Linked DNA regions of Zea mays: all the other regions are linked to region 1. Evidence: chromatin contacts called from public Hi-C data. All regions are on one chromosome and are shown on one strand. Each heading gives the region's core, a stretch centred on a gene start, on an enhancer-like site or on the middle of the called end of the contact. The rest is flanking DNA. Distances are from core to core; before and after follow the strand shown.

Evidence for each region. A called contact is a pair of places that touch in the nucleus more often than the background predicts.
Region 2: a Hi-C map of ear shows a contact between it and region 1, with 2.9 times the contacts expected there. The contact joins the promoter of LOC100193945 here to the promoter of LOC100285316 in region 1. A contact is called at or near these places in 2 of 25 Hi-C or Micro-C datasets (ear and endosperm).
Region 3: a Hi-C map of bundle sheath shows a contact between it and region 1, with 3 times the contacts expected there. The contact joins the promoter of LOC103638106 here to the promoter of LOC100285316 in region 1. A contact is called at or near these places in 3 of 25 Hi-C or Micro-C datasets (bundle sheath, ear and tassel).
Region 4: a Hi-C map of endosperm shows a contact between it and region 1, with 3 times the contacts expected there. The contact joins the promoter of LOC100384006 here to the promoter of LOC100285316 in region 1. A contact is called at or near these places in 2 of 25 Hi-C or Micro-C datasets (ear and endosperm).

Annotation. Positions count from the first base shown.
Region 1 is chr9:22,835,375-22,840,169 of Zm-B73-REFERENCE-NAM-5.0, reverse strand. LOC100285316 (acid phosphatase 1) reads left to right here and starts at 2,884. Exons shown (of 3, transcript NM_001158209.2): 1 at 2,884-3,580; 2 at 3,891-4,100; 3 at 4,241-4,545. The coding sequence starts at 3,069. The coding sequence ends at 4,418. LOC100502447 reads left to right here. Exons shown (of 2, transcript NM_001357793.1): 2 at 1,321-1,744. The coding sequence ends at 1,584.
Region 2 is chr9:23,537,917-23,542,711 of Zm-B73-REFERENCE-NAM-5.0, reverse strand. It overlaps LOC100193945 (peptide methionine sulfoxide reductase), which reads right to left and starts at 2,660. Exons shown (of 4, transcript NM_001139014.2): 1 at 1,887-2,660; 2 at 1,414-1,526; 3 at 792-936; 4 at 150-712. The coding sequence starts at 2,165. The coding sequence ends at 515.
Region 3 is chr9:23,444,979-23,449,773 of Zm-B73-REFERENCE-NAM-5.0, reverse strand. LOC103638106 reads left to right here and starts at 2,454. Exons shown (of 6, transcript NM_001367260.1): 1 at 2,454-2,816; 2 at 2,898-3,392. The coding sequence starts at 2,603.
Region 4 is chr9:22,315,057-22,319,851 of Zm-B73-REFERENCE-NAM-5.0, reverse strand. It overlaps LOC100384006, which reads left to right and starts at 2,750. Exons shown (of 11, transcript NM_001176617.2): 1 at 2,750-2,926; 2 at 3,053-3,258; 3 at 3,360-3,479; 4 at 3,575-3,739; 5 at 3,827-3,977; 6 at 4,415-4,683. The coding sequence starts at 3,094. It overlaps LOC100384855 (Superoxide dismutase [Fe] 3 chloroplastic), which reads right to left and starts at 2,402. Exons shown (of 9, transcript NM_001366879.1): 1 at 2,308-2,402; 2 at 1,582-1,656; 3 at 1,289-1,477; 4 at 964-1,135; 5 at 781-854; 6 at 664-686; 7 at 567-590; 8 at 300-456. The coding sequence starts at 1,459. The coding sequence ends at 575.

The sequences.
Region 1 (4,795 bases), core at 1,635-4,134:
ATGGGTATGGAAATATGAAATTTCTACACTGCTAGTTGTTCTGCTCTTGTTCTACATGGCAAAAGTGTTTCTGTAAGAAACATACATATCCAATTTTTGTGCTGGAAGATAATTCACAATCACATGATCTTCCTTTAGCCTCTCATTCTGTGATCCAAACGGCAACCTCTCGGTTCTTTTTTCTCTGAGCTCTGCAGTAAGCCGGTAACTATAACTAGTAATTTGCTTGCGCTTCGCGCGAGCCTTTGACCAATGTGTTTAAACAGTTAAAAGAGGTGTTGTTTTAGGCATAAAACAGTAGTATATGTGAAAACATACATATAGAAATGAAAAAAATTACCTGAATAGACAATTGTCTGTAATAGTAGAACAATTAAGTCTACAAATGTAGCATCGCAAGTGTAAACAATTTATTACTGCTCTGTAAAATTATCAGTCTACACACTATCTGTGTAGTGCCTCAATTTTCAGTCTACAAATTCTGAAAAATATGTTTACAAATTATCAGTCTGATATATGTTTATGTGTGTGCGCGCGGGGAGATTGAAAAAATTGGCATACGGTATCCTTCTACTTTTATTATGTATGCAGAACTGCAAATAAGAAGCAAAGCATGAATGTATGAGAACAAACCAACAGTATATCTATGTGGAAATGTTTGAACAAACTTACAGCTAATCCTACAATGCAGTGTCTCTATTAAAAAAAATGCATAATTAAGATATAAAATAAGCTAAGGATCAAATATGTATAAAACAGAAAACGATGTGCCTACCTCATAAAGGTAAATGATAAGGCTCCCATGTGCGAGCATGTAATTGGAAATCAATGGCTGTACACCACGACTCATATATGAAACTTTCAGCATGGACTGTGGCGAGGTAGTGAGGTACTCGAGGATGGTGTGTAGGTAGACTACGGCAACACATGCTTGGCGGATAGATGAGGATGAGGGCGGCCTCTTGCAGGCACTTCTGCCCCGTACCTGCCCGCACCCCAAGCGTCATTGCTGATTTGCCACCGCTGCCGCCTGTCCGTCCTCGGCACGACGTAGTTCACAATTAAAACCACGTATTTGAATTGTTCTGGTGGTGTAGAGACTTGCTCGATGTAGTTCACAATTAAAACCACGTATTTGACGCGTGTTCCATTTTATCATCGGGGATCTCCACGACGTATCGCTTGCGCCATTTCTTATTTCAGCTACAGGGAAGTCGGGAGTGCCTCAGAATTTTCGGTCGAATTTCATCACAATGGTTTTTTTGTACTGCCCTTGCCAGCCTTGCAGGAGATGAGTTTTTTTGCTTTGCATATTGGCAGGTGGTCGAAAATGATGCATCTGCACAAGTGGAGCCCGGTAATGGGGGAGGCTCTGCTGCAAGGGCTTTGAACCAAACGTTGTCTTCTGAAGAGATGCAGGACCAGCTGGAGCAGTTCACGTATGTGATGCAACAGAAGTTCCTGTCCGGTGAAGACACCGAACATATGGACTACTCACGGATCGATAACGATGAGATGCTGGATGACCACTGGTCCAGAGAAGTCAACTATGACGCAGAGGAGAAGTATTTCGAAGAAGATTAGGTAGTAATAGGCCTACTGTTTTGGTGCCTTGGATGCAGCGCCTCGTCTTATGTGATGGTTATGTTTGGAAACTTGTAGAGTTAGCATGTGTTTTGTATATAATGAACAGATTGTTATGTTCAGAACTCGAGAAACCAAATATAAAAAATCCAGTTTTTGTGGAATATCACTTTCAGATTCTTTCTCTGATCTATTGATCCAAACTTCTTATGCCTGTGGATCCCTTTTGCCCTCTCAGCAGGGAGCAGGTTTCTTCCTTTGCATATTTTCACGAAATTTGCAAGTGAGGCTGCCCAGCATCTTGGACAATGGGGGAGGTTCAGCCGCAGAGAGTTTTGAACGGAGAAACTAGCCAATGGACAGAGGAATGTCACAGTCCACGGTAACGGTGTGATGCTTGCCCACCGACCACCGGCGTCGGTCGCACCAGCCCACCAGAGCAGCTAGGGACGCGATCGTCTTGCCGTCTGCCGACCAAAGTAAGTACTCCCCGTACGTTCCTAGCAATGACTAGCGCTACCGTATTTAGTAATTTAGAAACTAAAATAAAATAAAATTTATGGACTAAAAATTAGTCTCTAGAAACCAAACATCTCTTACTTTTTTTATTTGATCTTCACCAAAATTAACAACCAACTAATTGTAGGTAGCTAACCATATGCCGCTAAGCGTACATGGAATCATCATCAGACGTATCAGTTTTGTGTCTGCCGATTTGGGATTCATGAGTGTTTTGCCTTCTCGTCCCATATCCTGCAAAATCCCGTAAAAATTACCGTTCTCGGTGTAGAGCGGGATACGAAAACCGGTCCGGTTTTTAGTGTACTCTGATTTCAAATTTGAAAATATAAAATTCAAATTTTAGTCAACAAAATGGTTTTTGGAAAGTACAAAACGAAAATGTAAGCCTTGGATTCAGGATAGATAGATGTGCTATCTCTATATCTATTGTTGAGCTAAAATTCCTGCACATGTTTTCTGACGCGGTCCCGCGGACGCCGTCGTCTGCGCCGACCAAAACATAGCACGGACGGCGCCAAGACTGGTGTACTCCGCCCGACCAGCGCGCACAACCAATCCGTAGCTGGCACGTCACAACCCAGGTTGCCCCGGCCCGAAGAATCCTCCTCCCTCAGATTCGAATCCGGCCCGTGTCTCTCCTCCTCTTCTCTTCTTCTGCGACCCGCACGAGGCAGGCCTCTTCCTCTCTCTTTGGCTCTTTGCTTTGCTTTCCCCAAACCGTCCTCTGCTCTGCTCCTCCCGCTCCCTTCCCGAAGTCGCCGGGAGCCACAAGCCCACACGCATTCCCCTCCCTCGCGCTCTCTCCCCGCTCCGCTGTCACCAACCCCGCCTGCCTATTTACCGGCCGCGTCGCCCACCGCCGCACGCCTTCCCACCCACCCCCGCGCCTGCCTGCTCCCCGACACCGGGGGCGCCCCCCACGACGCCCCGGCCCCGCCACGGCGGCGACAGCAAGCCGGGACATGGCGCGCGGCGGCCTCGCCCGCCTGCTCGCCACGCTCATCCTCTTCCTCCTGCTCGCCACGCCCCTCGCCGCCGGACCTTCACTCGCCGAGTCAGAGGCGGACCTCGCGCGGGGCACGTCCGAGGCAGCGCCGGACGCGCAGCAGCACCTCCTGCCGCGCCCGCTCGTCATCGAGCTCCCGTCGGCGCGGGCCGGGGCCGAGCTCGACGCCGACGCCGACGCCGACGCCGTGGTAACGGTCGACGTGCGCTGCGCCAGCTGGCGGCTCGCGGCCGAGGCCAACAACCTCGCGCCGTGGGCGGCGGTGCCGCCCGAATGCGCGCCGCACGTGCGGGACTACGTCACCGGCTCCGCCTACCGCTCCGACCTCGACCTCGTGGCGCGGGAGTCGGCCGCCTACGCGCGCGCCGCCGCGCCGGCCGGCGCCGCCGACGGACGCGACGCCTGGGTGTTCGACGTCGACGAGACGCTGCTCTCCAATCTCCCATACTACGCCGAGCACGGCTACGGGTGAGTGAGCTGCCCCTCCGCCCGTCCGTGTCCGTCGCTCTCGCGTCCCCACGTCCACACAACCACGCTGCTCTCCAAATTTGCGATTTTGTCACTCTCAGTTTTAGTTGTCTGTTATTATATCTTCTCGTGTCTATAATTAGTGGCACCAGCTGTGTTTATAATTTGTAGGTCCAATGATATTCCGGGGAAACCCATAAATCAGCAAAATTACCAATGTCTCGGCAACCACACACAAAAAAAAAACCCCGCTCCTCCATGGGAATTTGAAGGTGGTCTCACTTGATTTCAAATTTAAATAATCCCGCAGGGCCGAGTTGTTCGACCACCACAAGTTCGACGAGTGGGTGGAAAGGGGCGAGGCGGCCGCCATCCCTTCCAGCTTGAAGCTCTACAACGAGGTCCGCGGGCTGGGATTCAAGACCTTCCTGCTCACGGGCAGAAGCGAGGCGCACCGAGGAGTCACGGTGGAGAACCTCAACAAGCAGGGGTTCCATGACTGGGAGAAGCTCATACTCAGGTATACCGTATACACCTCGATCTTGTGTGCTGCATTGCCTTGTACTTCTTCAGGATAATTAATTGGTTTGATAAAAAAAATGAGGATCTTGTGGAACCCTGAGATGTGCGTGCCTCTCTCACTCTTTCCCGGTACCACAGGGCAGCAGGTGACCGCGAGAAAACAGCGACAGTCTACAAATCAGAGAAGAGGGACGAAATGGAACAGGAGGGTTACAGGATCCTAGGCAACTCCGGCGACCAATGGAGCGACCTGCTGGGATCTTCCATGAGCGCTCGCTCTTTCAAGCTCCCTAACCCAATGTACTATATCCCGTGACAGAAAGAAACTGGAGAACAGGGCGGGTGAAAGGTGCTCTGCGTTTACTGGATGCACATTCTACCAGGCCCTCGGCTGATGATGGAAAATGAAAAATAATTTTGCAATGGAATTAAACTGTACAAAATGCTTTTCTCCAACTTCGTGTAGTACACATTGCCTGTAATGTTCGACGGTAACGACAACATGCGAATAATTGACCAGGCCACCAGGGATATGCCTTGAGTCGACAAGTGCAGGGTTGTAGACTCGTAGCGCGTATATTCTTAGAACTAGAGCAAAAACAGAAAGGTGCTGCTACGAGGGGTTACTCATGCATCAGTACCGCATATAAGTAGGCGGCTGACAAAATCGCATACTCGTCAGATAAAACGACG
Region 2 (4,795 bases), core at 1,411-3,910, 700 kb before region 1:
AATCCTAAAAACAGAATTTTGGGTGTTACATGCACTCAGCTTCACTATTTATTTTTCCAATTCAGTATCACCGCTAGCTGTGAATTGCAAGATTTCGCCTTATGTCATTAGTTACAAGATCAGCGAAATAGTTGGTACACATGTTAGCATGATCTTCAATTTAACAGTACTTTGCGCGAGCAATTTACTAGTACAACATCAGTCACAACATGCACAATACCTATTAAATAAAAACAAAACATCTATATTTTCATAAATGAAAAACAAACAATACGAAAAAAAGTTGTCTGTTGAGTAAGCTTCGAACCATGAATATGCGTTACAAATATAGTAACACAACGACATGTTATGACCAACTATATAATCTTTGTGAGCAAAATGAAGAATGGATGATTGAGGTCATCATGGCAGTGGCGAACAGCTGAAATATTCCTAAAAATCTTCTTTGCAAAATCATGCACCTCTTCTGTGTCTACATTGCATCGATCGGTTTCAGTCCAAAAGCTAGAAAGAGTTAAATGTCCCTTAAAATGGGCCATCCTTTCTTTGTGACCTCATCAATCTTGGAGTTAATTCTCTTTTGGGTATTCACAGGGCAGAGCTCAGCGGCATATGCATTCAGTTTTGCAGCTAGTGTTGATGTCAGGAGCTCCTCCTCCGGCAAATTCCCAATCAATTGCAAGAGGAACGGTTTACGCTTCAGTTCAAATTTCTGGCGCAGAAATTCAGCTCATATAAATGCAAACAGGAAATAAAAGTAGCACAATGAATTGCATTTGGATCCTTGCTACCTGATGTTCTGGTTCAGCATGATGAAAGACCCCCAATGGTTGGATCTGTGTGGTAACAACGCTGCTACGGTCTTTAGCTTGTTCTTTTTCTTTGCTAAGACCAGCCAATCTGGCCTCGATGGTTCCATTAGTGAAGATGACAGATCTGCAACCACATCAGTGACTCCACAATTATGTTCATGTCTTTTGGACCTATCCAATCACGTAATAGCCATAATGTTCATTCACGGTTCATGAAAATCATTTGCTTAAGATACAAGGGCATGATACATCTACATTATAACATAAAAGATGCATGTTAGCTCAATATATTATAAATCCGGAATTCCGGATACCAAGATTTGAAGTAAAAATGGTGATGTTAATAATCTGATAGAAGCATCAAGCAATCATAGTAAATGAAATTCGCCTAACATGAACTGGGCACATGATGCTTGTCAATCAAATTTATTATCAGTTTCATGATTACAAGATTGGAAGAAAAATGCCGTGGCTTTAGTCTGACAATGGCACAGGACACACGTAAAAATTATCACAAACTTACTAGACAAAAGGGCCACCACAAGTCATGCAAGGAAAAAAAAAGACCACTTTTGCATGAAAGAGACGATAAATCAATCACCTATACTGGTTGCCAACATCTGGCCCTTGCCCAAACACCTCACGTGGGTCATGACTTGCCCAGAACACATCCAAAAGTTGCCTGTAGTGAATCAACCGGGGATCATACTCAACCTAATTGGTTCAAGAGAGACAGTGCGTCAATGCCAATCATCATTGCTGAGGAAACACAGTTCAAATGAGCTCTGCTGCATCCAAACATGAGCGCTAATAGGTGAGCTGATTTTTTAGCCAAGTCTTCACCTAGTTGTTAGCCAACCATCATAGCTAATTTGATCTAAATTTTAGCCAAACTGGTAACTAGCCAGGTGTATCCAAACAGGTGCTCTAAATCAGTAAACAAAAATAAAACATGAATACACGATAAAGCAATCCGACACACCAAGACCATAGGCATGTCATGTCCCGGTTTCTTCAAGCACACGGACACACGGTTACACTACTCATGAGGCTATTTGAACAGTTGAACGGCACCTTGACGCACTCGGCGTGGTCGGCGAGGTTGCGGTACTCGGGGTTGGACTTGGAGCCGCCAGCGTAGCCGACGGAGGTGCGGATCACGCCGTGGAGGCACCCGAACGCCGCCTCCGACCGCCAGAAGCTTCCCAGCGCGAACACCGCCGTGGCCGGCGCTCCCCCGCGCGGCAGCGCAGCTCCCCGGGTGGTGCTGCCGCGGCCTGGGAGGCGCGCGCCCGAGGCCCCCACGACGAGGAGGACGAGCACCCCTATGACGGCCGCGGAGGGGGCTGCCATGGCGTCGGCCGGAGATCGGGAATTCGGGATCGGGGAGGAGCGTGACCAACCGGCGGGTGGGCTGGTTGGTTTGCTGCTCGGCAGTGTGGCCCTGTGGGGGCTACTCGAAGGGACGAAGTGTCGGACGGTTGGTGCTGGTGGGCCGGTAGGCAGTCGGGCCGTATGGACCAAAAGGTGGTCCCATTAATGGGCTTGTTAAAGCACCTTTGGGCCTAACGAAGATAAAGAGAGGTCTCTTCGGTCGAGCAGTTAAAACAGCTCCAAATGTTTCCAAAAGCTAGATTTCGTATGATCGTATCCAGGATGTACCATGTGTGAGCAAAGTGAAGAAAGGATGACTGAGGCCATCATGGCAATGGTGAACAACCGAACTACTCCTTTTTTTCAGCAGAATCATGCAGTTCTCTTGTTTCTGTATTGTAACAATAGATCTAAATTTCCCTCAAGATGAGCCATCCTTTCTTTGAGATCTCATCAATCCTGGAGCTAATTCTCTTTTGCATATTTGCAGCGCAGAGTTCAGCAGTATATGCATTCAGCTTTGCAGCTAGTGTTCATGTCAAGAGATCCTCTTCTGACATATTGCCAATCAATTGCAGGAGGAATGGCTTGCGCCACAGTTCAAATTTCTAGCATCAAAATCCAGCCATATAAGTGCAAACAGGAAATAGATGAAACATAGTAGCATAAAGCACTGTACCTTTTTTGCGAATACACTGTACTTGTATCCTCAAAGTGATGTAAGTGGAATTGCTACCTGATGTTTTCGTAGGGTTGCCCTTAGATTGAATGCTGGATGTTACTTTGTTTGACTGAATCCATACAGTTGAAATGAAATACTTCAGCTTGTAACTGAATATACACTACATCATCAATTCCTCATCAACATGCACAAGGTCACTGGGGACAGTTCCAACAATCCTCATCATGTAATGGATATTTTGCAGCAAACCATAGATTAAATCAGATTCACTGTGAGACTTATCACGTGCTACAAACACATGAACCTTATTTGCCACCTCTATCCAACTACAACCAGGTTGTTTCTTTAGTCCTCGATTATTCATCTCTGACCTAATTTCTGCTGCTTCTTTCCACTTACCAGCTGAAGCATAGATATTGGATAGGAGAGTATAGGTTCCAGCGTTATCAGGTTCTGCTTGTATGAGATTTCTAGCTGCCAAATTGCCAATGCTCTCATTTCCATGTGCATTACACCCGCCTAGAAGGGCACTCCAGACAGAACCTGATGCAGGCTTAATCTTAAGATAGTGAATTAATCTTTTGGCATCATCAAGTCGTCCTGCTCGGCTACAAAGATCAATCAAACAAGTATAATGTTCGTCACGCACTGCAATTGATCTATCATTTACCATTGATTCGAAGATCTTAAGCCCTTCGTCAACCAAACCAGAGTGGCTACATGCTGAGAGCAACACCACATAGGTGACATCATTAGGCCTATATCCATTTCCTTGCATCTTTTCATACAAGTGGATTGCTTCTATGCCAACACCATGGTGTGCATATGCCGCAATAATTCCATTCCAAGAGATCAAGTCCTTCTCCCTTGAAAGATCAAACAACTTTCTTGCCAACCCAACTTCACCACACTTCGCATAGACATTCATCAGGGCAGAGCCGACAAAAGTATCAACCTGAAATGCTGTTTTGCATATCATTTGATGCACCTGCTTCCCTTCACATAGTGTCGCCAGATCGCTGCATGCATCAAGTGCACCCAAAAATGTCACTTGGTTTGGTCTGATACCTGACATTAACATACCCCTAAATAACCCCAATGACAGCTCGCTCTGCTTGCCTTTCAAGTAACCATTCATCATGGTCGTCCAAGTGACAACATTCCTTTCTGGCATTTCATCAAAGAGCTTCCGTGCCCTCTTCAAATCTTTGTTTTGTATAAAACCAGTGATCATAATGTTGCAAGAAGCAATATCCCTATGGGGCATCTTCGTGAACAAATCCAGTGCCTCGTCAAGCCTGTGGTTTCTTGTATACCCAGATATCATGGCATTCCAAGAAACTACATTCCTCTCTGGCATGCTATCAAACAACAATCGAGCCTCGTCAACATTACCGCTCCGCGCAACGCCGTCAACCATCGTCGTCCAAGCCATTACATCCCTCTCCGGCATTCTTCCAAACAGCTCGCGCGCCTTATCCACGCTCCCCGACCGCACTAGCATGGCCAGCAGAATGTTCCAGGAGCCGGCATCCCTGACTGGCATGCGGTCGAACAGGGCGCAGGCATCACCCGCCCTTCCCGCCACAGCGTAAGCCTCCAGCATCGTGTTCCAGGAGACGACGTTCCTCTGGGGCATCCGCTGGAACAGCACCTCGGCCTCGTCGACGAGGCCGGCGCGTGCGTAGCCCGAGAGGAGCGCCGTCCAGGTCACCACGTTCCGGCGCGCGTCGGAGCGGTCGAACAGCGACCGCGCGTCGCGCAGCATCCCCCGCCGCGCGTACGCGGACACCAGCGCTGTCCAGGACACCACGTCCCGCTCGGGCGTTCCGTCGAACAGCTTGCGCGCGTCCCACACGCGCCCCGCCGCAGCCAGGTCAACGATGAGGCGGTTTGGATCCTGTGCGCGCTCGAGCCCCACGGCGGC
Region 3 (4,795 bases), core at 1,205-3,704, 610 kb before region 1:
CGTTGCTAAATCCCTCCCTTGCTCTGTGCTTCTTTGTGAATTTCAAGTGTAAGGGCGAGAGGCTCCAAGTTGTGGAGATTCCTCGCAAACGGGATTGAGAAAAAGCAAGCAAAACACCGTGGTATTCAAGTGGGTCTTTGGACCGCTTGAGAGGGGTTGATTGCAACCCTTGTCCGTTGGGACGCCACAACGTGGAGTAGGCAAGCGTTGGTCTTGGCCGAACCACGGGATAACCACCGTGTCATCTCTGTGATTGATTTCTTGTGGTTATTGTGTTTTGACTCCTCTCTAGCCACTTGGCAATTATTGTGCTAACGATTAACCAAGTTTTGTGGCTTAAGTTTTCAAGTTTCACAGGATCACCTATTCACCCCCCTCTAGGTGCTCTCAGGGGTCTCACTTCATTTATACAAAGAACATGTACCCCCTCATAATAGAATACAAAAGAGAGAGAGAGTCCAGGGACCCAACCCTACATATTATCTCTCGTGTGTTTCCTCTTTGATGCTTCTGGGAAGGGATATGAGTTTTCCACAACTTCTCGTGTCTGATTTGTTGATGGGAGGGAAGGGACCTGATCTTGTGATCTACGGTAACATAGTTCTCAACATTATACATGCCCACATGCACGACGTTGCTGGAGTTGGCCTAAGGGATTGTTCGGTTACAAGTGGATCGAAGGGGATTGGAGGTGAATAAATCCCTTTTTAGTCAAAATTGAGTAGAAGATAATTTAATCCCCATCAATCCCTTTGTTCCTTATGCAACCAAACAAAGCCTAAACGCTTGCAGAGATATTTCTTTCCCATCCCCATTTCCCGTGGGGATAACTCCCAGATGAAAATCCATGTCCTCGCTTAAAGTATACTTAGATCATACGTCATTTGTTATTAATGTAAAACATTACTACTTATACACATTATCAGATGTAATAAATCATTATGTTTACATTAAAATAAACACATTCCTACAATGAATGGTCTCCTTGCAAAGATAATTATTTATTTTTATCATTAACTATTACACGAAAACATCGTTACATGCAAGTTTAACAGGTCTTGTGGGGAATGATGAATGCTTCCCCGTACTCGTTACCCGTCGGGAAAAGAAAATTTTCCGTTTACATCTCCTCATGGGAAGAAACTTTCCCATCCCCATCAACTGATGGAAGAATTTCCCGCGGAGAATCGGGACCCATTGCCATCTCTATTGAGGGATTTTACTCATTTGATTTCTTAGTAATTAACTTTAGGATGTCCAATATGTAAAGGGCTGACATAAGGGTGAAGTAGGGAATATTTGTCTATAACTTACACTAAAACCAAAACGGGGGGAGAGAGCTAGAAGGGCATGACGCTAAGTTAATGCTTATATTGTAATCTTCTCCTTCTTTTATGTTCATATTCACAATATATCATATAAGAGGACGTAGGGTACTACACATAATATAGTCTAAACCTCTATAAAGTGGACTCGTGTAATGCTCGGTTGCACCCAGGTTCGACACAACTATCATATACTCATGTTTTATCCGTTACACTTTTCGTCTTTTGAGTGTCTTTCATCCTCGATTGTCTACAATAAATCAATAATGATGTTTAGCGCACTTGGTGGAGGCAATGTGTTGTTTTTTTCTTGGATTTGGTGCATTTGATTGCGGGTGCGATCAGCAGCAACAACTAATATGCAATCATGTCCAATGTGCAAGCGTGCAAGCGAGTCTTTTGGTCTGTTAGATCATGATCTAAATGTAGACATAATCATGGTTTATTAGAGGGTTTTCTATAAATCTACATGAGCCGATGGTGGAAGAGTTTAAGTGTTAACTATAATACATGGTTGCATCATAATTTAACTGACGAGGAACATTGATTACACGCTTGTACATAAGATCTGATTGCCGTGATCAGCATGATCGATGGTCATATCAGTCACCTCCAACACGTACTCTAGTAACTCCGATCGTGAAATTTTTACTTTTCAAACTAACTTAACTTTTTAAATATTAATATATTTGTATAATTTTGATTAAAATTTTAGCTGTTCGACTCTTTGAAAAACGAGGGACGGAGATAGTACCTGATATTTTGGTGCGTTCTCTATCCTATCTGCAAACACTAACCACCCGCCGAAACCAAATTTTTCATCTTTCTTTTTTTAGAAACGCTTTTCAAGTTTTCATCATACGATATTCGTTTTTTTTTTCAATCAAGGAGAAAGAATCGCTTCTCTACCTAGGCCTTGAAGCACAGAATAGGTCCAGCCCACGAAGCAAGCAGACTACTAAGCGTCAGCCCGCCACGCCCCCGACCGTCCGTTTCTTCTTTTCGTCACCGTTCTGGCCGTCCCAGCGAGCGACGGTTAGGATTAAGATTTCTGGCCTCCACGAGCCAGAGCCCAGCGCGGCTTTATTATTGGTATTATTATTATTCTGTACAGCAAAACGCTAGGTTATCTAACGAAAGAGCCCCCAAAACCTTCCCAGAAAGGCGACGGAGTCAGGTTCGAATCGAAATCGGGGTCACCGCGGCGGCGGCGGCGGCGGCGGGTCTACTCATCAGAGACTACAGAGCAGGGGGTCTCACGCTCCGGCGGCGGGACGATGGCCATGGCGCCGTCCTCCTCTTCCTCCGGTGGCGGCGGCGGCGACGGCGCCAACGCCGCCGACGCGATGGCTCTCGTGCAGGGGTACACGGCCGAGGAGCTCGCCATCGCGGGGGAGTTCCTCACCACCTGGCTCCCCTTCCTCTCTGCCGGCCTCTGTCCCTCCTGCGCCTCCTCGCTCCGCGGCCGCGTCGACTCCCTGATCACGCGAGGTAACCGGCGTTTATGCGACCGTACCCTCATGCTACTAGGGTTTCTCGTTTAGTTCTTGTGCCTGACGTCCATCCAACTAGGCCGCGCAGCTGAGGAATCGCCGCCGGTCGATCAGATTGAGCCGTCAGGGTGGGACTCGGATCCAGCGGACCCGCAGAACCTTCCTTTCGAGCCGAGTGGTTGGGATTCGGATCCGCCCCCACCCCCGCCGCCGGCGCCGGCGCCGGCGCCGGTGGAGAAACCGAGGATGTCGTGGGCGGACATGGCGCAGGAGGACGAGCTCGCCGCGGCGGCGGAGGATGACGCGGCGGCCGCAGCGGCCGACGAGGGGGAGGACGGGGCCGAGGCGGGGAGGCCCAAGGTGCCGCTCACGAGGGAGCAGCGGGAACAGAGGAGGCTCAGTAGCTTGGTGCGCAACAAGGAGTTCAGGTGCTACGAGAGAGTTCGTGGCCAGCTCGTCAACATCCTCGCTGGCCTTGAGCTTCATGCCGGCGTGTTCAGCGCAGCTGAGCAGCGGCGAATTGTCCAATGTGTGTATGACCTCCAGGCAAGAGGGCAGCGTGGGGAGCTCGGAGGTGAGTCTCGCTCTCCTGATTTTTAATGGTCTTGACTCATGGTGTGCTCTGTCTAGAAGTTGGGGTTGAATTCACTGTATTTTCACAATGAATATGTATTGGATGAATGTTTGGATAAACTCAAAGTGCTACCGTTATATGTTACCATAGGAGGTCAACTTTGTAGTACCAGAACTATTCCCTCTAGTATGATTAAAAAAGAGGACAGACCTAGTGCTGTCGGCTCCCACATGCCCCTTAGTTTTACTACACACATGCATGTTTATTTAGGCGTTGTAGGGTCTTGTGACTTCTAGCCGACAGCATGGATTTAAGGTGTCGCCTAGGCGACAAAGCACTCGTTGGGGCCATGGCATTGCTGACGCCCAACCAAACGAGGGGATGAGATAAGGAGGGGCCATGAGGAAGGAAGGAAAATCAGGACGGCAACCAGTGGGAGGCACCACCCTGTCTCCTGCTTCCTTCATCCTCGTAGGCTATGGCGCAATGTCTGGCACAGCTCTGCCCCCCCTGGCTCCAGGACGATGTCCAGTGCAGATCTGCCCCTGCTCAACTATGGCGGTGGTGATCTGAAGGGGACGGCAGCAGGGATCCATTTGACTACTGGGGAGGGGCCGATTTATAGCCCGTGGATGCACTTGGGGGTTACAGGCTCGTTGCTGCTCTTGCTGGGTGTTAGTGTTGGGGGACTGGAGAGGCAGCACAGAAGGGTGGCAGACTTGAGAGGTGTACGGTATACCTGAAGTGGAAGCCAGAGGGGAGTGGTGGCTTTGGGTTGGGCTTTATTTTGCTAGTGGGGGTTAATTTGTTCTTGTGGCTATAGCCCATTGAGTGAATGGCTTTTTTTCCTTCTCTGCTTTATCTGTAATTATGGCGGCATGTCTTGCCCACTTCACTGCCTAAGTGCCTAGGTGATAAGAGGGTGGTGGGTCACCATGCCTTGCCTTAACACTTTAATAGCCATGGTCAAAACGGCGTAGTAGGACCTGGTAGTGTCTTGGTGTTGGCCTTTGAGGATAGATCTGGACGCTTACAGTACACCTCAGAAAACCATTCACACGAGTCTGGTACACCAATATTTACATGTTTATATAAATCATAAGTCTTACCTTGCCTGCATTACTAACTCGGCATCATTTAGTGTTGCCCACACATTTTTCTGGTTTATTTATTTTATGTTCTTGTGAAGGGCTGGTCTAGTGCAAATGCAATTGTGAGAGCTGTCAGGCCCCACTCATGTGGGAGCCTCTGGCACTTATTTTATGTTCTTGTACGTCAACTGCAGTTTTTCACATCAGCATTTGCAAACATGCACATCTTACTGTTTTTATTTTGATTCTGGATCAATTTTCTATTGTGTTTCCAGTATATTAATAGTATTGTGGGGCTGTGGGCTGTCATCA
Region 4 (4,795 bases), core at 1,501-4,000, 520 kb after region 1:
TCCATGTAACCTGATACCTGATATCTCATGGTGCATGAGCATGAGTCTCAATACTAGTATTATGTTTCCTCATGTACTAGTTTTCCAAGAAAAAGTTTTTTGTGCCATGAGATAGCACTACAAACCTATGCATGTTCTGAATTCAATTTCCATTAATGCTACTATTGGAGGTTACTCAGTAGCTGGGGAAAAAAGCACAAAAAAACTAAACAGTGCCCCGGTTTCCTGAGCTGGAGTATGTGATCAAGATATATACATGTCAGGTGCACTGCATAAAAATACTGAGTCTGAATCATTACCTCATGATGATAACTAGGGTGTATCTGTAGCTCATGCCACCGGAATATTAGGCTCACCAAGGTTCACAAAAGACTCTGCACGCATCATGCGTAGAGTGATAGTATGCCAAGAGATGAGATGGCCCATAAAGTTTGTAACATATGTTAGCCTATCATCCTGAAAAGTTGAGAAACAAAGAACCACATATGTTTCCTGCTAAGTTATAACCAAGTTGTCAAAATTCAAAAGTAGGTGTTAAGCACAAAAGAGAGAGAACTGGAGCACACCTTGTAGTCTAAGTAGTAAGCATGCTGGAGAGAAAAGAAGTGTTAACATTTGGCACAAAAAAAGAATCTACAACTCAGAATCCATGTCCTTACCTACCATAAGTCTAGGTTGATGATTGGCTGCAATTAGAAAATATGGGATGTCATTGCAAAGTTTGTACTCTAAACATTGTAGAAAACACATGAAGGGAAAAAAGGAGACTAGTAAACATACGATATCACCAAAAGCAAGTGGGAAGATAGCATTTTGTGTATGAACCACTGAAAGCTTTGTCTCATTTCTCTTCACTGCAACAAATATTCAGCAGAATATAAACTAAACTTAGAAATTAGCTTTAGAAAGAGCAATTCAGGAAATCGGTAGCCTGTACTTCAGAGAAAATAGAAAGAAACTTACAGACAAGCCAAACCCAACCAGACCCCAATAGTTGTAAGGCTGAGCGGATAAACTCTTCCCTAAAATTAGTAAACGAGCCAAAATCCTTTTCAATCTGCTGCAGCACACCTCCCTCAGGTAAGCCACCACCTTCTGGTTGCATCGATTCCCAGAAGAAGTGATGGTTCCAGACCTGCATGACAGAAAACACAAGCTTGGAACTCCAAAAACCATCCTACTATTGCCGAAAGCACAAATTGCAGTTTTTTTTGAAAGAAAACATATGACAGACAGAAGATGATCAGTGCAAGCAAAATAGAATGGACGGAGTATGTAAACAAGTTACCTGTGCTGCATTGTTATATTCTGGTAATGGATTGCCATTGTTGTAGGCTTCTTTTATCAGATCCTCCAGCGTATATCCATACAGAGGGCTGGTAGCCAGCTGCTTATTCAAGCCATCCACGTAATCTTGATGGTGCTTACCCCAGTGAAGTTCAACTGTCCTCTTGCTCATGTAAGGTTCCAGAGCATCCTGAGCATTGTACCAGAAAACAAAGGTAAACAAAGTTAAAATTTGGATATTCCTTTAATGACAGCACGTGAATCTTTTGAGATTGACGTCAACAAGCTTACAACCAGTTTATATGGTGGAGTTGTGAGACTGTAATAGGACACAACTTTCAAAAGTCTTCGAGATAGGCCACCCTGCCGCTGTATTTTGTGCAATAAACATCAGGCGCAAACAGCACACAACCTCAAAACACATGTCTGCACAGCAATTTCATTGATTCCAACATGCTTTAAAAATTAAAATATGTGAGGATGACAGCAGAAGCTCAAACAAACTGGGCCTTACTAAACAGGAAATCAGTTGACTTCAATTGAATGCCCAAGTATGATCATTGAATAATGAAAAGTAGTACAGTTTAGCCTCTTAAAAAGGTAAGGTCATCTGTGCAATTTAGTCCCTTAAGAAGGTAAGGTCACCCAACTGCGCAATCAAAATGCCGTCGATTTCCATGTGACATAAGTGAGAGATTGAATTTATATGCATGTGAAACACACATAGACACACGCGAATCCTCTTATGCTAGAGCTGTAGAGCATTATAATGGCTAGGCAGTCCGGAACACAGCAGTGAACGGAAGAGACCCGGACCGCTCCATGCTTGCGGCTTGCCACTCTGCCAGTCGCAGCGCAGCGCCATGGCGGGCAACGTACTGGGTCCTGGGTGAGGCACACGGGGCATCACCCGCAGAAGGCGTGGGCGCGTGGCTCCGCCTCTCGCACAATCGAAACAAACATGAATGCAGCGAGAAGGGAGTAGAAGAAGGGTTCAGTAGAGGGTCCCACGGGGCTCACCGAGCGCAGCTGCCTCTGCTGAAGCTTCACACCCGCCGGCGGTGGAGGTGGAGAGCCGAAGCCGCCATTTTTCTCTGCGCCGCGCTATCCAAATCCACCCCGCGGAAGGAGGCTGGCCAAACCGCCGAAGCCGGAATTTCACCGCAAGTTTGCAGATCAGCCCAAAGCATTTCCAAAAAAGACCCCTGTTGGGTCGAGACTTCTAATATAGATCCTGTGTTTTTTCAGAAAGACACCTAGCTTCGATCGCTGATGGCAATCACGGCCTATATATTTTCCAAAAGAAATCCTAATTCGGGTCGTGACTCGGGAGTAATAATAGCCGCAGTTTCGCAGATTAGCCCCCACTCAGGGAAAAGTCGCCGCAATTTGACTACAGTTGGACGCACTAACGAAAGCAAACTCTATGCTATATTAGGACACAGAAAAGATCAAAATCTCGCGTTCGGATCAGCCTCTCTGTCATGTCGCCAATACAGCGCAGCGCTCCGCATCCACCCAAATCGGAGTAGGGTCGTCAGTACAGCGCGACGCCCTGCCAGTAGCCGCCGCAACCGGCCGCCGGTCCCGCGCGAGGGGAGGAGGAGATCACTGCGGCGGCGTCTTCTGCCGGTTTGAGGTAGCTGCGGTCATTTCCGTTCGCGCTTAAGCTAATTGGAGTTGTTAATTTGGAGGGGAAGAAGATTCAGCTGGCTTACTCCGGTTCGGGTTTTCTTCTTCTTATAAGTGGATCGTCAAATTTCAGGATTCGGGGCATCACTGCAGCAGCTGGCGCCAGGCTCCAGCATGGACACGGCGTTTCTGAGTCCTCCGCTTGCCCGTAATCTGGTTTATGACGAGTTTGCCGTTCTTCACCCCACTAGCTACCCTTTTCATACTCTTCGGTATTTGAGATGCAATCCAATGTATTCGAGACCGCTGCTAACAATAGCACCAGCCTCACCATCAAGGGTATGCTCTTCCCGAAGTTGTTTCGCATATATCGTTAGATATACATTAACGCCTGGAGCAAATTCCAAGGCCTGTGATCTGATACCACAACTCTTGTGCAGGGCTTGATTCAGAGAGTGGCCGCACTACCTGATGTTGATGATTTCTTCTGGGAGAAGGATCCTACTCCAATACTTGACACAATTGATGCACCCATTCATTTGAAAAATCTATCTAGTAAGGTCGTCAGAGTCATACTCTATGGACTTCCATTCTCGTAGCGATAATGCATATGATTTGAGAAAATTTTGACGCTTGTATACCTAAACAAAAACAGGAGCTCAAGCAGTTAGCCGATGAAGTTCGTTCAGAAATAGCTTTCATAATGTCCAGAAAATGCCAACCGTGTGGTGCTGATCGCTCAGTTGTGGAGCTGACAATTGCTATACATTATGTGTTCAATGCCCCAATGGATAAGATACTATGGGATGCTGGTCAACATGTAAGACATCTCTCTGTTACTGTTGTTTTGTTTTTCTCAGATCTGTTATCTGCAACCCTTTTCCGCTCAATAGTTTTCTTGCAACAGGCATATGCGCACAAGATTCTCACAGGAAGGCGCTCTCTCTTCCATACTATTACACAGAAAAATGGCCTTTCTGGGTTCACGTCGCGTTTTGAGAGCGAGTATGATCCCTTTGGTGCTGGACATGGATGCAATAGTCTATCCGCTGGCCTTGGTACTGCCCTTATTTGTTCATTACTGTCTTGCATGGCAAATTGAACTGTTCTCTGCAACTGGAATGGAATTGAAATGATGCTCGGAGTTATTTCTTAGTGATATTTTTCACCTATATGATTTTTTATTACTTCAATAAAGTTGGATTTAGTTTCCAAATCCAATTATTTATGCGGCGCTAAGAGATTTTATTTTTAAGGATAGATCCTAATCTAAATTGTTCTGCTCAGTACTTTCAGTTTCTATTCTTTATTTTCATATGAAATTGCATGGAATCCTCACAGTAAACGATGCTTACAGCCCACAGATTAATCATCGCAAAACTTTACACATCATGATAAAATCCAAGCTCTATTCAGTATTTCTTGAATCTTGCTTCTTTTATAGCCTTGTAAAGTTTCATTTCGTTTCTTTAGTTTTTGAGTTACTTCTTATCAGGGATGGCGGTTGCAAGGGATATAAATGGGAGAAAAAATCGAATAGTGACAGTTATAAGTAATTGGACAACCATGGCTGGCCAGGTGTACGAGGCAATGGGTCATGCTGGCTTCCTCGATTCCAACATGGTGGTTATTCTAAATGATAGCTGTCATACCTTGCTTCCTAAAGCAGATGGCGGGGCAAAGATGTCAGTCAATGCCTTTTCTAGTGCTCTAAGCAAGATTCAATCCAGCAAAGGATTTAGGAGGTTTAGAGAGGCTGCTAAGGTAAATGTTTATATCCTTTGAAAATGTATTGTGAACACAGAACTGGACCTTTTATAATGCATGTAATTGTGTAGCTCTGATTTCTTTACATAGAAAAACAACTTTGTCCTTG